Regions from separate parts of the Callithrix jacchus genome. Here region 2 is linked to region 1. Evidence: chromatin contacts called from public Hi-C data. All regions are on one chromosome and are shown on one strand. The core of a region is the stretch at or near the end of the contact, and the rest is flanking DNA. Distances in the headings are between cores, read along the strand shown.

Evidence for each region. A called contact is a pair of places that touch in the nucleus more often than the background predicts.
Region 2: a contact with region 1 is called in a Hi-C map of induced pluripotent stem cells, with 3 times the contacts expected there. The contact joins the promoter of TSPAN18 here to the enhancer-like site in region 1. A contact is called at or near these places in 3 of 3 Hi-C or Micro-C datasets (induced pluripotent stem cells and skeletal muscle).

What each region holds. Positions count from the first base shown.
Region 1 is chr10:109,652,927-109,657,274 of calJac240_pri, reverse strand. No RefSeq gene overlaps it. Among named protein-coding and RNA genes, the nearest start is that of CD82, 58 kb to the right of the region's middle. Within about 2 kb of position 2,539, at least 2 of the 16 cell types and tissues checked have an H3K27ac peak or open chromatin away from gene starts, as enhancers often do.
Region 2 is chr10:109,753,737-109,758,084 of calJac240_pri, reverse strand. TSPAN18 (tetraspanin 18) reads right to left here and starts at 1,889. Exons shown (of 10, transcript XM_035262412.3): 1 at 1,566-1,889. The region is part of intron 2 of LOC144578001 (a long non-coding RNA gene); the gene reads left to right.

The sequences.
Region 1 (4,348 bases), core at 1,290-3,789:
ACATCTGAGACAGAACAAAGTCAGTTTCTCTATGCCCAGTGCCATGACTTCCACCCTAGCTGCTCATTCTGCCCTGTGACACTGGCAGGAAAGCTGGTTGCTCTCCCACGTGGCTTCCCCACTCCATTCTCCATTCCCCAGTCTGAGCCAAGCTGCCACCTTCACATTCCTTTTCTGAAGGAGATGGAAACCAGACTCCATATAGGACCAGGCACAGGCATTCCACACATGGAGTCATGGGGGTCTGATGATCCGCATCCCCCATGGACTGACCCAGGATGGAGTCCCTGCCCCCTCAGTCCTCAGAGGAAGGAAATACACAAAGCCCACCTGGACAAACTTTCCGCCCAGCTGTCTGCTAAATAAACTCACTGAGCAATCCCTGACGAGGCATTTTATATCATCACAAGCTACAGATAGTTTCCCTTGGCCTCTTGGAAAAGATTTTCCTGCCCACATAGACAGGAGTCCCAGATCAGTTCCCCTTGTGGGTAGGGGGTGCCTGGTTCTCATTTGTATTCACACTGTGAATCGGTTTCTGTGCATCCTCTTAAACTCTGGGCCAGGCAGCCGATGGGACTGGATTCATTCCCCCATGTCCTGGTGGAGGGGCAGCCTCCACAGTGCCCAGGACATCAACAGGCAACAGCCAGTTTGGGGACTGGCTTGTCTTACCCTGTGCACTTCCTGGCAAGTAGAGACAGCGCCTTGATCACATTTGCTCCCTCTCTGTCCCTGACACGGGGCGCTTTTTTTTCCCCCCTGTGCCTCCTCCACAATTATCTTGGTGGGCCTTGATTTCTTCCACAATGCCTGGCATAGAGTGGGTGCCCGATAAATCCTCATTGCATAGATTGATGGAGGAAAAGTTGGGTTTAACAGAACTTGCACCTACTTAGAAAAGGCCCACCCCTCTCTTCTTTTTATGAACCAGGGGTCTTCATTCCCAATGGCCTTGAGAACTGCTGGAAGGGACAGAGTCACAGTTCCCAGGGGCCAATCCCAGTTTCTCCAGTAACTGGCTCTAGACCTGAAGGTGGATTTGTGAACCTGACATGAATGACTCCCGGATTGTGTAGTAGATCAGGGCTATTGCAAATAGCTCAGTGTTTTCAAGTTTTGGTTTCCACACTGTAAAGGGGTTGGGGGGGAGCAAGTGTGTCTACACTGTTGGAGTGTCAGGGTGATGATCATTGGGAAGCAGACAGGGTGCCGCGGCTGCTGGGGCCCACGACGCAGCCCTCGGTGGTGGCTGCCTGCACTCTCCTCTTGCTGCCCAGCTGCCTCTTTGCCTGCTGTGAGCCCCACCTTACCCCAAAGGATCAGCCCTGTTCGTCTTCCCAGCTCCCCTATCTGGGGTCCTGCTCACAGCATCCTTCTCAATCCCACTGTCTGTTCCTCCCCTCTGTGGGCTCCCTTGGGTTTAGAGCCTGCCCCTCTGGGGAAGGGCCTTGACATAGTTTGGCTCTGTGTCCCCACCCAAATCTCATCTTGAATTGTACTCTCGTAATTCCCATGTGTTGTGGGAGGGACCCAGTGGGAGGTAAGTGAATCGAGGGGCAGTTTCTCCCATGCCGTTCTCGTGGTAGTGAATACGTCTCAGGAGATCTGATAGTTTTATGAGGGGAAACCGCTTTCGCTTGGCTCTCATTCTTCTCTTGTCTGCCACCATGTGAGGCATGCCTTTCACCTTTCTCCATGATTGTGAGGCCTCCCCAGCCACGTGGGACTGTGAGTCCCTTAAACCTCTTTCCTTTGTAAACTGCTCAGTTTTGGGTATGTCTTTATCAGCAGCATGAAAATGGATTAATACAGGCCTCTCTCCTTCCATTTTTACCAGACCCCTACCTACCCACCAAATGAGTTCCTCAACAGCTTCCCGTTGGGAAGAATTCAGACACCACCCCAAGCACCTGAGTCCTCTATGAACCAGGACCAAGAGGACTGGCTGCTGGGATCACAGGGTCCCTGTCACCCTGGAAGCCCCAAGCCGGGCTCACCCTGGTGTGTGATGCAAGGGCAGATGGAGCCCTCCACTCCTTCAGCTGCCACCAGCATCCCCTCCCACCCACACGGTGGCCCAAGAGGCTGCTGGGGACTCTCCAGCTCTCTCGCTCCACTCCTCACCTCCGCACAGTCCTTCTGCACTCCCAGCTGTTCCTGCCCGCCGCCCCTCTGCCCCCAGCATCCTGCAGGAAGCCCACTCCTGTCCCAGGGGCTACCGCTTGAGGCATCTGAGGTCACTGGGAAAGAGGGGCTTGGCTCTGGACCTGACATTCCCCTGGCTCAGAAGGCAGGTGCTGGGGAAATGATGTCAGAGGGGCAGCTGGGGGCCTGGAGCTCACAGCTCAAATGTCCCCTAATGGCCCTCCTACTCGCTCACCTTCCCACTAGGCAAGAGGCTGAGCACAGGCTCTTACCTGCCCCAGCCCCAGTCCCTTGGGCCAATCAGAGGCACCAAGGTCCAAAGTCCTCCCATAGGCCTCATTCCTGCTCAGGGAAGGTATCCCCAGTGGACAGAAAATCCCACTTGAAGCTGGGGCCAGTCCTGGAATGGGCTGCTTGGGGAATGAGCTCACTGTGTACGTGACCGCATTTGGCTCCCACAACTGCACTGGGAGTGAGGAATGAGAGCACCCATTTTCCAGATAAGACTAAGAGAGGTGAACTCATGCAGCCTGTAACCTCCAGCAAGCAGCTGCTCTGATTCTATTTGATTTCAGTTGGGAAGGGGATTGCTGGGGCAATGGCTGATTCCTGCACTGTGGCTAGAGGGGACAGGGCTGAGCGATGAGTCCTTCCCCCTACTTTCCTGTTTGTTCCACGCACTGTTCATTTTACTTCCTTCCACAGGATAGGGCCTTGGATGGGCCCCAGGGATCCCACAGCAACACGCGGCTTAGATTGTGCTGTCAGCAGTTGGCAGCATGTTCTGGCATGTACCTCTGTACATGTGGGAGGGTGTGCTGGTGTGCATGTGTGTGCTGTATGTGCGCACACGTGTCCTGGTGCATCAGTTGTGTGCGAGCATCCCTACACTCATCAGAATGCAGGTGCCATGTGGGCAGGGGGTTTGTGTTTATTCACTGCTGTTTCTAAGATTCTACAACTGTGCTTCACAAATAGTCTGTGCCCATTAAGTATTCTTGGGATGAATGAATGAATGAATGAATGAATGAATGAATGAACGAACCTTAGCCTACAGCCTCTAAAGACCCCAAAGAACAGCCAGACCTTGGGCCTGAGGCAGCACGGTAACTTGAGTTTCTGTCCCTCTGCAGGCGAGGGGAGGTGATGGGAGTGCTGGCCCAGGAGATGCCTGATGGCTGGTCCTCCAGTGTCACCAGTGTGCCCCTACACCCTGCTGCTCTTGGCCTGGGGGACTTGCTCAACTGGAAGACCTTGGGGCAGAGGCTGGAGGCAGCTCTGCTGGGAGACAGGACAGTGGTCAGTGGCAGAGGGGCTCTGCAGTGTCGGCCTGGGAAGGCCAGGCAGGAAGACACTTGGCTTTCCCTGTTCACCACGGGCTACCTGCAAGCTTAGTCTCAGGGAAGAAGAGCTGGGGTTCCTCCCAGCTGGGAATGGACTGAGCATTCAGGGGGCTTCAGGGCCTCAAGTGTGTGCATGTGAGAGAGAGTGCCTGTATGTATGTGCACATATACCAGGCTGCCATTCAGTACTCACCCAGCCAGCCATGCTAGTTATTAATAAAATGGTGAAATATTTCTACGCCAGTTGAAAATCCCCCCCAGCCCAACCTCTCAGAGCCCTTGTACCTCCCACCATTCCATACATAAGGATCCTAGTCCAGCTCGGGCCTGACTTCCATTCTCATTGGTCAATGGCCATGCCAGTCAGTGCCCCCCAAAGTCCAGCTTCCTGGACACATCCTAGGCACTGTCTCTAACCTCCTATGGGAGCCCAGAGAGCAGCCCTCTGCCAGAGACATGCTTCCTGCCTGCCCCAGAGAGCTGTGGGTGGGCACTGGCAAGGAGCACCCTTGTATCCTCCTGCACATGGGCACCATGTGCCAGTCCTCTGGGCCTGGCAGGGCTTTTAGCAGGAGAGTCAGAAGCCCACAGAGGGCCCAGGGAGGGCAGCTGGAAGGCATGGAAGCCCCAGATGAGCTTGGGACAAATGGCTGGCTACAGGGACCATTTCTGGTATTAGACATGGGTCTATGCTCCCTCCCTCCCAAAACCTCACAGGCTGGAGGTAAGTGGGGAGCTAAAACTGGGTGATTCCCAGGAGGCCAAAATGAAGAGGTCAGCAGTCTTGGAGCTCACAGTGACCAAATTTCACAAAACCAAGGGCCAGGGCCTCACAAACTCCACGAGCTGGGGCTGTC
Region 2 (4,348 bases), core at 640-3,139, 100 kb before region 1:
CCGGGCGGGCCCCCGCGTCCTGGAGGTCGGCGCAGTTTCCTCACAGGAGCCAGGACGCGCTTCCTGCGGGCGAGGGCCGGGGCAGGGCGCCCCCTGGCGGGAGCCCACTCGCCTCGTTCCAGCAGGACCCGGAGCCGGCGCGATCCCACCCGGGCCGAGCACCCTCCCAACCGGCTCCCACTGCCCCTCTAAATCCGGACGTGCCCGAGCCTCCCATCCACCCCGCACCCCACGGAATCTCCGCTTGCCCAAACCGCACACGCCTAAGGAATAAGGGGCGTCCTGGAGGAACGCGTGGCGCCACCGCCCCGCCCCTCAGCCAGGGACACCAAAGGCGGCCCGCCCTCTTTGCCACTGCCCGTCCCCGCAGCCCTCCCGGCCCGGATCGCCGCTCCGGGTCCCTGGTCCCTCCCTGCCCTGCTACCGGGTGGCATGGCGCGCAGCCCCTTTCCGGGCGCAATCCTGGCCGAAACCCCGAACCTCGCAGCCACACCTGCCACCCCGCGCCGTTCTCCAGAAGCCCCTACTCCCCCGCCAGGAGCGTGGGGCGCCCACCGGCTCTGCACCTGTCCTGGGCGCAGCCCCGGCCCTCGGCGGACCCGGGGCCGGCACCGGGCGAGCCCGTCCCCGGCCCCTCCAGCCCCCGCGTGCTAGTTTGAGTGGAACTTGGCTGCTGGGCTTCCCGAGACCGTCCTGGGACCCCCGCTCCACCCCACTCGCCCGCCGCGTCCAGCAGCACCCCCGAGCCGGAGCGCGGGGGCTCCCCAGATCCCCAGGGGCGCGGCGGCAGCGTGGGGAAGGCGCAGAGGTGCGGAGCCCCCTACCTTCCAACGGCGGCGGCCGGACCCCGCACCAACTCCCGCCGGCGGCCGGGGGGAAACTTTCCTCCGCGGAGGGGCGCGCTCGCAACTTGCCCGGCGCCGGGTGCCTTCCCAGAGGTGGCGGTGCGTCCGGGGACCGCAGGCGCGAGGCAGCAGCTTTCGCTCGGGGCTCGGGGCCGGGGCCGGGGCAGGCGCCGGGGCTCAGGCAGCCTCGCTCCGCTCCGCGGTGGATCGCTCAGCGCTGCGTCCGCCCCGCAGCCTGGAGCCCCGCGACGCCGGCGGCAGCTGCACGCCCGCCAGCCCGCCGGCCCCACCTCCGCCGCCGTCCGTCCCTCCCCTCCCCCGCGTTCCCTCCCCCTCCCCAAACCTCCGCCCCTCCCCGCTCCCGCCGCCGCCGCCGCAGAGACGCGAGTCTCCTGCGCGGGCTGCCCCTCGCCTCCCGCCGGCCTCGGCCTCCGCGTCCACGCCCTGTCTGGGGGTCCCTGGGCCCGCCCTCTGCCCATCTCCCCTTCCTCCGCCCCCGACCACCTCCCGCTCTGCTCGCCCGCCCTCGCTGCGTCTGAATTCGGAAGATCGTCGCGGGAGTGGGGAGGGGCACGGTGGACCCGGGGTGTTTATTCCAGGGGAACTTTCAGCTGCCCCCGGGGCCCGACCGCTGGGCTTGAGGTGGGATCCTCGGGCTGGACCTCGTTCCTGGGCTTCACGTTGCCCCCGGAGTACCTGTGGAAAGCCTGGGGAACTCACCGTCCTTTGACTTGCAGATAAGAGAGGGGCCTGAACGCAGGTCAGATGCAAGTGACTTGATTGCTAGGGGCCAGATCTGTGTCTCCAACCTCACAGCTGAAGTTCTTGGTGGGCTGGGGAGCTTATCTTTTCTTTGTACTGCTGCCACAGCTGCACCCCCTCCCAGACCCTGACCTGACTTCACTGAGACTTAGAACCTCTGAGCTTCCGTTAAAACAGCTACCCGGCCTGCCCCAGACAAAACGGACAATCCAGCAGATCCCAGGCGACAGCCCAGGTGAAAGTGCTCGGTGACTGCCTTGACGACCGGGGCTCCGGCTGCCCACTCCTCTTCCCTTGGCAACTCTGTTTTGAGTCCTAGACTGAAGCTTCCACACCCCGTCCCCAGGGGCCCTAGAATTCAAGCACACTCCAGCTCTGCACGAGGCCCTTGGCCAACTGATTCTCACTAAGGAGTGACTGATAGGAAGGAGTTGACCCTGCTCCTGTCTTGTATATAAATGGTGGTGGTGAGACCACAGGGCAGATTTTGGGGTGTCTTTTTGTTTTTGTTTTGTTTTTTAGACAAGGCCTCACTCCGTTGCCCAGGCTGGAGTATAGGGGGGAAAGCACAGCTCCCTGATAGCCTCCACCTCCTGGGCTCAAGCAATCCAATCCTCCCACCTCAGCCTCCCAAGTAGCTGGGACCGCAGGCATGCACTATCATGCCTGGCTAATGTTTTCTGTTGTTTTTATGTTTGTGTTTTTGTAGAGCTGGGGTCTTACCATGTTCCCCAGGCTGGTCTCCAACTCCTGGCCTCAAGTGATCCTCCCACCTCAGCCTCCCAGAGTGCTGGGATGATAGGTGTAGCCACTTCACCCAGCCACCAGCCAGAGTTTTGAGAAGCAGAAGTGGCTGCCTTTCCTTGCCCACATTCCAGGAAACGGATACATCCCTGTAAGGACTTTAGGGATGTCTGGTCCTTTCAAGAACTTCACGGACTCTCCAGGACTCAGAGTAGTCAGGTTGCTGGAAGAAAAAGTCCTGGATCCATGGTTTTAAAGGGACCCATGGGGAGGAAATCTCTAATGGTGGTGTTTCTGTAAGAGGAGGACCAGAGGAAGGCCTCTGTGTTCACCCTTCAGCTGCCAAAACAGAATGGAGGGTGGAGGTTGACCCCTCTCACTGAGAACCACACAGGCCCTGCACTTGGGGAGGCTGCCGGGAGAGGCCCTGTGTCGGCCTCCTTGGACACCAGCCCCACATACCTTTAAAGAAGAAAAATGGGAAACCCAGTGAGGGTGCTGGAGCTTGGGAAGTGGAGACCAGAGACAGACAGAGGAAGGGATAGAGCCTCTAAGGGTCTGGGGTTTGGCAGTAATGGGCAGAGCGTAGGGGAAGAGCGGGCAGATCCTCTGCACCACTCAGACAACCAGCTGGGTCTGTAACTCCGGCTCCAAGTCAGTTTCCTGGACCTCCCCCTCTCTCCAGCCTCCGTGGAGAACCCGGCCCTATCTGTGCACCAGCTAAGGACATCTGCTGAATAGCCGTCTCTAAATCAACTCTTATTTTGTCATTTTTGGATTTACTTAAGTGAGCTTGTTTTTAAAAAGATCTGTTAAATTGCTACCATAAATGGAAGGCCAGCATCACATTACTATAAATAGAAAGTAACCATTAAAATAAATACAATGAAAATAAAAGTGTTATTAAATTCTAACAATGTATCTTTAACCACAATAATAATAATACAGTCTAACAAGATACTGCTGCCTGAGGAAGGTGAGGAGGCCCAGGCCCCACTTTCCCTTGGAAAGGGAGATTAGCAAAGGCTCGAAAGCTGTTAAAGACACATTAGCAACAAACTCTTCATCAAGAGGGTTCAAAGAGAACTGGGAAGGGACCCCCTCCAACCCCACTGCTCACCAGGTCAGTTAGGGTATTGGAGGCCCTTGGATTACCTCCAATGACTTTCATCTCCTTGAAAATCTCTGATGTCCTCTTAATTGGGAAGCATAAATATTGGTGCAAAAGTAAGTGTGGGTTGGGCATGGTGGCTCATGCCTGTAATCCTAGCACTTTGGGAGGCTGAGGTGAGTGGATCACAGGGTCATGAGATCGAGACCATCCTGGCCAACATGGTGAAACCCCATCTCTACTGAAAATATAAAAATTGGCTGGGCATGGTAGTGCTTGATGTATTCAGCTCCTCGGGAGGCTGAGGCAGGAGAACCGCTTGAACCTGGAAGGCAGAGATTGCAGTGAGCCGAGATTGTGCCACTGCACTCCAGCCTGGTGACAGAGCAAGACTCTGTCTAAAAAAAAAAAAAAGTAATTGTGTTTTTTGCCATTGAATGTAATAGCAATACCACAATTACTTTTGTACCAACCTAATATATGAGGACAAAAAATTGCTTTTCCTTTAAAGTTAGGTGCTCCAAGAATTTAGTCCTGGACAAGATAGGGCGGATAGGGGTTGCAGGTAGAACTCACCTCCCTTTCACAAGTAATCTTGGGAAAACCCTCCCTTCTCTGGCCTCAGGGCTTCCATCTGTAAAATAGAGGCTTGGGCAAATGGCCCATGGAATCCCTTTGGCTGTCTGATGAGAGCAAGTAAGGCACCAAGGTTGTGGCTTACCAGGAAACTCAGAAAGTGAAGGCTCCACCAAGGTGGGAGCGCTGGAGAGGGGAGAAGCGGGGAAGGAATCACAGAGCAGGCAGTGGGGCTGTGGATGGGCGGGCAGTCCTCAGGAGGGAGAAGGAGCAGGGAAGGATAGAGTCCAACCCACTGGAGTCTAGGTTG